Linked DNA regions of Mus musculus: region 1 is linked to region 2. The links are chromatin contacts, called in public Hi-C maps. All regions are on one chromosome and are shown on one strand. Each heading gives the region's core, a stretch centred on a gene start, on an enhancer-like site or on the middle of the called end of the contact. The rest is flanking DNA. Distances are from core to core; before and after follow the strand shown. Region 1 has its middle 32 kb from the start of Gm31776. Region 2 has its middle 47 kb from the start of Gm10845.

The links. Hi-C and Micro-C count contacts between places; a contact is called where the count stands out from the background.
Region 1: a Hi-C map of cortical neurons shows a contact between it and region 2. The contact joins two enhancer-like sites. A contact is called at or near these places in 2 of 484 Hi-C or Micro-C datasets (cerebral cortex and cortical neurons) and 2 of 115 datasets of contacts at active chromatin or transcription factors (astrocytes and differentiating embryonic stem cells).

The regions. Positions count from the first base shown.
Region 1 is chr14:80,211,198-80,215,264 of GRCm38.p6, reverse strand. It overlaps the pseudogene Gm17923. Among named protein-coding and RNA genes, the nearest start is that of Gm31776, 32 kb to the left of the region's middle. Within about 2 kb of position 2,159, at least 12 of the 459 cell types and tissues checked have an H3K27ac peak or open chromatin away from gene starts, as enhancers often do. A contact at or near this core is called in cortical neurons, where this site is marked.
Region 2 is chr14:79,820,243-79,824,109 of GRCm38.p6, reverse strand. No RefSeq gene overlaps it. Among named protein-coding and RNA genes, the nearest start is that of Gm10845, 47 kb to the left of the region's middle. Within about 2 kb of position 1,994, at least 16 of the 459 cell types and tissues checked have an H3K27ac peak or open chromatin away from gene starts, as enhancers often do. A contact at or near this core is called in cortical neurons, where this site is marked.

The DNA of each region.
Region 1 (4,067 bases), core at 910-3,409, 390 kb before region 2:
TCCTTACCCCTCCTTGTATAAGAGCTCATTACATGGAAGGCCAGTGTACATTATGGGGCCTGACTGCACAGACACTCCAGGTTCAGGTCTGTGTCCCAGTCACCCACCCTCTGTCCTTTCATACCTAGAGCAGAGAGTTGAACTGCTTCACCAGGTGGGACTGACTGGATGTTCTGTGCTGAGATCAAGCTGAACATGGTCCTCTAGATCGCCAATGGCTGTGCCAGGATCTTCCTCCTCCTCCTCCCAGGAGAAAATCAACAATTTTGATGCAAAACTCAAAGCTCAAGTCACAGAACCAACACAAATACAAGTCTAACTCCTTGCAGTGGAAAAATTCAAAACTCAAACAAACAGCGCGCACACACACACAATTTTGCTCCAAAAAAAAAAAAAAAAAAAAAAAAAAAAATCCTAGATTCTGTGCTCAGACTTCTCGTCCTTTCAAAGCCCAGAAGACACTTGCCCTGCTAAGCACACTAAATGCTCTGCTGACATAATCACTTTCCTCACCCCAGTCTTTACCTCTGTAGAACTCCACTGAGTAGGTAGGAGGGAGTATAGAGGAAAAGTAGAAAAGTGGATACCTTCTTGGGCCAGTCCTCTGCATCTCTGGGTCTTTGAGTCACATAAAGACCTGGAGAAATGAACAATGCCCAAGGTTGTTGTACAGGAGTCATTAAAATCTCTTTATAAGTTTTCACATACCGGTACATCTGATTTGCTTTTGTAATGTGTGCATTTCGCGCATTGATCATAATACTATGGAATCCACGAGCTGTTTACTCTCTACTAAGGAACTCTCTTCCTTGGAGGCATAGCTACCCCTGGCTTTTACCACTTAAGATAAGTATATTACAATGTACAACTTCCCACCCCGTTATCGTCCATGTTGGAATGGCATTTCTTGTTTTGGAGACTCCTGTAATAACGACTTCTCTAGAGTGAGGCAATGTCTAATCAGAAGAGAACGATCTTCCAGAGTAATCATATCTGAATAGTCTTTCTATTGCGAAGGAACCACTAATGAAAACAAAACAAAACAAAACAATCTATACCCCTCCATCCTCTTTTATGTCAGTAATTACTTATATGTGAGGAATCAATGTCAGAGAAGTTTGTCAGCCTTGAACAACTGCAAGGGATACTTAAGGGTAAAAAAGAGATTTAAGGAAGTATACTGCAGTCAGTCTTGTTAGAAAATTGTTGCCTCCCAATTATTTTTTAAAAGCCCCTGGCTAAAGAAAACCACGGGTGGCCTGGTTGGCTGAAGGCTAAAGACACATTAAACCATCTGTCTAAAGGATAATAAATAGTCTCGTGTTAAGTTTCTTTATGTGTGAAGCGCTCTAAATGCTAAACAGTCCCACGCGTTAATGATGGCATTGTTCTTCGTGCCTAGGAGACATCATCACGGCAGAGTGCTCTTTTAACTAGTCATCTTGACTCACTGAGCAGACTGAGTTACTCATATGCACAAGCTTTTCTTGGCTCCTCCGTGATCTGTAGAATTGATTTCTTCAAGGACGTGTCAGAAAAAAATGACTAATTTTTTTTTTCCTTTCAGTCTTGGATAGGCATTGGCATTTATTTTTGCACTAGGACATGAGAATGTGATTCTGAGACCAGGCCACCTCTGATGAGATCATTAAATCTTTAGGTGTCCATGCTTAGTGACATATTTTGGCAATGACTTTTCATGCTAATTACCAATAACTGGTATCAGAGAAAGACCACAAGAGACTTGAGTTGGTTTGGGAAGGGTAGTCTGAAGTTTCAGGACAAAACAAACAAACAAACAAAAAAACAAAAAACACTCATTTGATCTTTTTGAGACTTTTAATCTTGCCTGATGAGGCAACCTTTGGAAAAACAAACAGCTATACCTCAGTACCGGTGACTGCAGATTCTTCTTGAGCAAGTATTTTCAATGGTATACAAAAGAGTTGCCTTTGTTAGAACTAAATACCACAGAAAGCCCCTGGTTATTTGGGCTCTGGGTCTCAGAGAGAATAGGGCAATCTTGACCTTCCCCTCAGGATCTTTATTCTTATATATTTATCAGCTGAAAACTGAAAGTGCTTCAGTGGACTCTCAAGTCCTTGCTGCCACATGCATTAGCCAGGAGAGGGACCCATTTAACCACGTTCGAAATCCTTTCCCTTCTTTCTCTCACACAACCTCTGCCAGGCTCAGTCTCTATCAGTTCTCAGCATTGGTGTTACCATGCATGTTCAGAAAAGCCATTTAGGATACAGAAAAATGAAGAATACTCTTAAGATTTCATCCACATAGCATCAAAAGATCCAGATGAAGTATGCAAAAGGCAAGTAATCAAACCTATTACTTCCACAACGCTATACATCTGGATGTTTATGTTTGGAAACATCCAGCAATGGTGTTTAAATGCCTGATTGCGTTTTCGCCCATCTTTCCTCCAGCTGTTTGGCATCAACGAGGCCGTCGCTGGAAAGGAATATGCTTTGCTGTTAGGGATTCGTTATTAGTATTATCATTGTTTTGTAGTAAACAACTACCTTATTAAAATGCTGCTTTATGAATGAAGGGCAGCTGGAGATTTGGAAAAGAGGCATTTTCTGAGGCAAAAAAGAAAATCAGTTCTATGCCAATAGAATGACAAGCTGAATAATATAAAAACTGTGTGCTCTGTTCTCCCTAGGGACTAAGACATCAGGAAGCTGTGTTTACAGCCCTGAGCTGTGATATTCTCATGTTCTATTCTGTTGGTGCTGTTAGATGAAAATCTCTGTTAATATTAAAAGCACTGTGGCAGAAATTTGCTTTAAGTTGCTTGTGTTCTCTTTCCTAGCATATTGCCAAAGTATAGGTCTATAAAATACATTTTGATTTCTGCTGGAGTAAAATATAAAGCAAAACCAACAGCATGGTCAAGGGTAATATTGCAGTCAGAAGAGGTAGACATGAAGCAGCAGCCTGGTTTTAAAGCAGGAGAATTTGATGAACAACCTATACATTTACTCCTAAACCCAAAACACCAAACATACTGTTGGTCACCAATATGTCAAGTAGTCACATCTATAACATGCAATTTATCCTTCGGTAATTTTAATAATACAGGTTTTATTTTGCTGAGCACATAAATACCAATATCTCCCATTATACACAGAATACATTGTAGGTACACTAAGGTAATTTTCATTGGAAACACATTTAAAAAAAAGTTAGCTTTCTAATTTCTAGTACCACCTTGCTATTTTCGTAATTCTTCATTCCTGTTACATAAAATTAGTAACATACATTTGGAAAAACTTAGGCCACAGGAAATTCCCACACATGTGTTAAAGTCTGCATCAGCTTTGCAGGACTCTGCACCAATACCTGTGTAGGCCAGGGACAGTTTCAGTGCCATTTAGAACAAAGCACATAGTGTCCTATCCTGAGACACATTTTCATTTCTCAACTGAAAAAACACTCCAGAGCCGAAGGGGCAAAAATCAGTTCTGTCTTTGTTGCTGTCTTTGAGCAGTAAGTTCTAAAAGTTGAAGCTATTAAACCTGATTGAAAGAAACAAATCAACCTTTCAGCTTTCCAAGATAAACCTTTTTGAAAAATCATACCTTGAAAAAAACTAAAGTAAGCATTTAGCAGAAGGAGCCTCCCAAATAAAGAAAGTGCCTTGCATTACCTCACAAGAAGGCACAATAGCTCATATTCATGCTACCTACCCCACTGCATAGATAACTTCTTATCAAATCATGGCTGTGTAGTTATTTATACGAAAAGGTATAAGCAAATTGATGATGTTCTGGGGAAAAAAATCACTTAGGGAAAACACTTCATCCCAAAGTCACCCAAAATAACATCTAAACACATAGTATAGAAACAAATGACATTTTATCAACCATTTACGTACTTTACCCTAAGAAAAATCACAGACAACCACTAGAGAATATCAACACTAATCACAAGCCACCCTTAGCATAAAATGAGCACTTAAATTATGAAATAGTCACATAAAAACAACATTTTTCATCATGTTAATAAAGATTTTATCAAAAGCATGTGATCTTCAGCTGCTACATAAA
Region 2 (3,867 bases), core at 745-3,244:
GGGCTTTCCGACTTAAACCCCCCAGCTCATGTCCAGACATCCAAGTGTTGAGATAATCTCTGTGGAGTGGTAGTCAATTAAAAATACAACCACCTAGCCCAAGCTAATTGTGTCCCACAGAAGGACTGAAAAGCTGTTGGCTAGCCAGTCTCTCTCTACCCGTTCACCTTTCCACTAGAAGCTGCTACCAGTGAACAAAAATAGAAATGGAGATGGCTAGATGGAAACTCTAGCAAAGTTTTCAGAAGAAAAAAAAAAAAAGCCAATCCTCTCCTCATCTCTGTTTGTTTTCTTCTATTAAAACTGGGGTCTCACGTGCCCTAGGCTGGCTCCAGATTCACTATGTAGCGAAGAATGAACCTGTGCATCTAACCCTGCTTCCACCTCCCACGTTCTGGGCATCTCAGTTTGCTGTCTGATGCTGTGCTAAACACTGCAGCCAGAACTTAGCTGGCTGAGGCAGTGGTTTATTTGGCTTCCGTCATCAGTGGGAAGCCAAGGCAGGAACCTGGAGTCAGAACCTGAAACAAAGATTCCTGGAAGAACACTGCACGAGGCTTGCTTATTTAGCTCACCCCAAGGCTCACGGTCATACGCCTTTCTCAAACATCCTAGGCTCACCCTCTTAGGGATGTACTACCCACAGTGGGCTTCCCCAAACCATCAGTTAAAAATGGGGGAAAAAAATCCCTCACAAGCAAACCAGAAGGCCAATCTGATGAAGGTTCTTCCTCAGTTGAAAGTTCATCTTCCCTGGTACACCTAGGTTTGTGTCAAGTTGACAAAAACTAACTATGACACTGAGCAGCAAGTATATTTCACCACTCCCAGCTTGTGTTGTGTTGGGGACCTTGTGCATCTGAGGCAATCATCCTACACACTGAGCCACGCCCCCACCCCAACCCTGTTCCTTCTACCTCTTTCTTGAAACACAGATGTTAAATCCTGGACTTCTGAAGCCCTTGTGTGCCACAGAGACAATTAAGATAATGTCAAGGCCGTCAACAAAGGACGAAACTGAGATGTGTTCCAACCGAAAACCACCTCCCATGGCCTACGGCGTCTGAGGAGAAAGCCAACTCCTTGTTTGTTGCCACCTCTTAGTACGGTGTTCTGTATCTGCGGCAGTTCTGCATGACGTCATCACCACCTCTGAGCTGCTTTATCCTTCACAAACGGTCTCTGTCCTGCTATCAGGCATAATCCAGAAGCGCACCAGCCAAGGGCAAGCCAAGGCTGGCTGTACTCAAGCAGTGGCAGGGGCTTCTCTCCAGACTTACCAAAGCTAACACCCCCCACCCCCCTGCTGAAGGATGAGGGAAACACAGTTAAACCTGTCAGCAAATGTCACATTCAAGTGAATGGAAGTTATACGGGCCATGCCCTCACGGGGCATGTGATTAAGAGGATTAAAATAACCACATGCGCGTGGGGAAGGTGCTTTTCAGACTTCCCTTCCTCTTGTTTTAATAACCAACTCTCCCTTGTAGGAGGTGTCTGCACTTGGTCCCAGGAGGGTTCTTTATGCACAATGTGATGTACAGAGCTGACTTCAGATCGGAAAGAGAAATTCTGCCATGTCACTTCCAAACCGCTAAATGGGCTCCCTAATGATTCTGGGCTGAGGACTTTTGAACATCTGAAAACCAAAGGAGACACCAAGTCTGCTGGAGAGAACAGGAGCAGGTTGGGGGAAGGGGTGACAGCCACCATTCACCTTGTGATGAGTGTTGGCGGGCGGTGCTGTCCACAGGAATGAACCCAGTGAGCAGTAGCGCTTGGTACCCTCATGCCAGCCTTCAGGAGCACAGAAAAGGGTTTTCCTTCCTGGGCCCTGCTGCTGCCTGGATGCCAGGCAAAGAACATCCGGGGCTTGCTACATAGAAACAGGACTTAGCCACATCAAAAATTTAGACATTAACCCCTATTTACAGCATTTGTTCACAACATACGGCCCAGAAGCTTTTTAGTAAATCACTTGAGATGAGCTGTCTGGCCTCAAATAAAAGATGTTTGCCAATTCCTTGGTAAGGCAGAAGAAGAGCTCTTTATCAAAAGCATATTAGCATATTTTGCCTCATTAATAACTTCACTGCAGCATTAATTTGCCTAATTATCACATTTGGAATTCAACATGGTATCTAATTAATTCAGAACCAAAAAAAAAAAAAAAAAACAAACCCAGAATTCTAAAGTGCACTGGCTCTTGTGGGGGCACCCCCCTCTTTCCTTGGGGTGAGTGTTTGTGCAGGTGTGAGTGTGTGTCCTGCATCTGCCCAGGAAATCCAGCATTCCCCGGGTCCCATGTAAAAATATCTATAAAGTGACCATCTCCCAAGCCTAGCAAGCTTGGTTTTCTGTGATGCCTTCAACCCTCTCCTCTCTCCTTTCTTTTGTTTCTTCTCTGCCACTGCTTTTTCCTAGAGTCTGAAAGCAAATACAAGAGCCAAAGGGACCGCCAATGGCCTTTCTTTGCCAGCCAGTGCCTTCAGCACTAAATAAATGAGCAGTGTTTGCGTGTCTTACCCCTCCCTGGAAAGTCCTTCTGACTAATTTCCAGAGGCCATGGGTAAACTCCTAGCTGGCATTGGCAAAAATAAAAATTAAAGCACAGCCGCCAAAACTGTCTCGGGGATCAAAAGAGCACATCACCAACTCCCCTGCACCCATATACCCTGAACTCCCCACAAGATCTGTACCATGTGCTGCCATGGGAGCAGAAAGACAGAAAAGATCTAGGCCTACATGATATTGCAGGGGTAGGGGGGAATGGTTGTTTAAATAAATTCTGTTTCCTATGTGCCTGCTTCAGGGCTATTTTTAAAACGTAAAGTTGTGGCCAAGAACAGTCAGGTCAGGTTAATGTACTGGGGATATTTAGATTTTAAAAGGTGTTATTAACCACCCAATGGGAAATGCAGCTCTGACTATCTAAAATGTAAAGCATGGGGCCTGCCTTCTTCAGGTAATGTATTCCAACGCAAAGAGCAGCTATTTATAGGTTGGAAGGTGCATCCTGCTACAGGTCAAATCCCTACCAACAATAATCCTCTTCCATAGGCAGAGAATTTCCTCTGTAAATGTATATTTCAAACACTTCTAAGCTATAAGCCTACTGTTCTTGCTTCTTCTAGATTAAATTCATTTAGAGAGTGAATAGTCTAAATTCAATAGTTTAATCCAAGAAAATCATCAATGACCAAGAAAAAAATAATAATAACATAGTTGTCTGTGGCTGAGTTTTCCTGCCTGCTGTACCTGACATCAACATCCCCTTGAATCTTCTCAGCTCGCTTCTAGTGCACTCAAGGTGAACAGCCTTAACACCAAACCTTTACAGGGTACCATCCTACAGCAGAAGGATGCAGGAGGATGGTGTGCCCAGGTTCTGGTGTTTTATCTTGATATCCGAGCATCAGGAGCGGATCATAGATTCCTCAAGACTAAGGAGTGGATACTAAGGAAATGCCTGCTGCATAAGATGAGGACCTGAGCTGGGATTCCTAGCACTCACACTACGAAGCCAGGCATGGCCACACGTGTCTATAACCCCAGTCGTGGAAGCAGAGACAAATGGATCCCCAGAGCTGGATGACCAGCCAGTCAACCCAGTGAATATTAGGTTTAGTGAGAGAAACTCACTGGCTGCCACACACACGTGCACACACGTGCACACCTATACATACATGTACTCATATACACACTAGTCTTTAGTGAAAGAATCTGTGCCCCACACATGTATGTGCACACTCATGCACACAGGTAACTCACACACACACTACACACATACACACACACACACACACACACACACACACACACACACACACACACCAAATGCTCCAGCAGCATCAGCTAATATTCCTT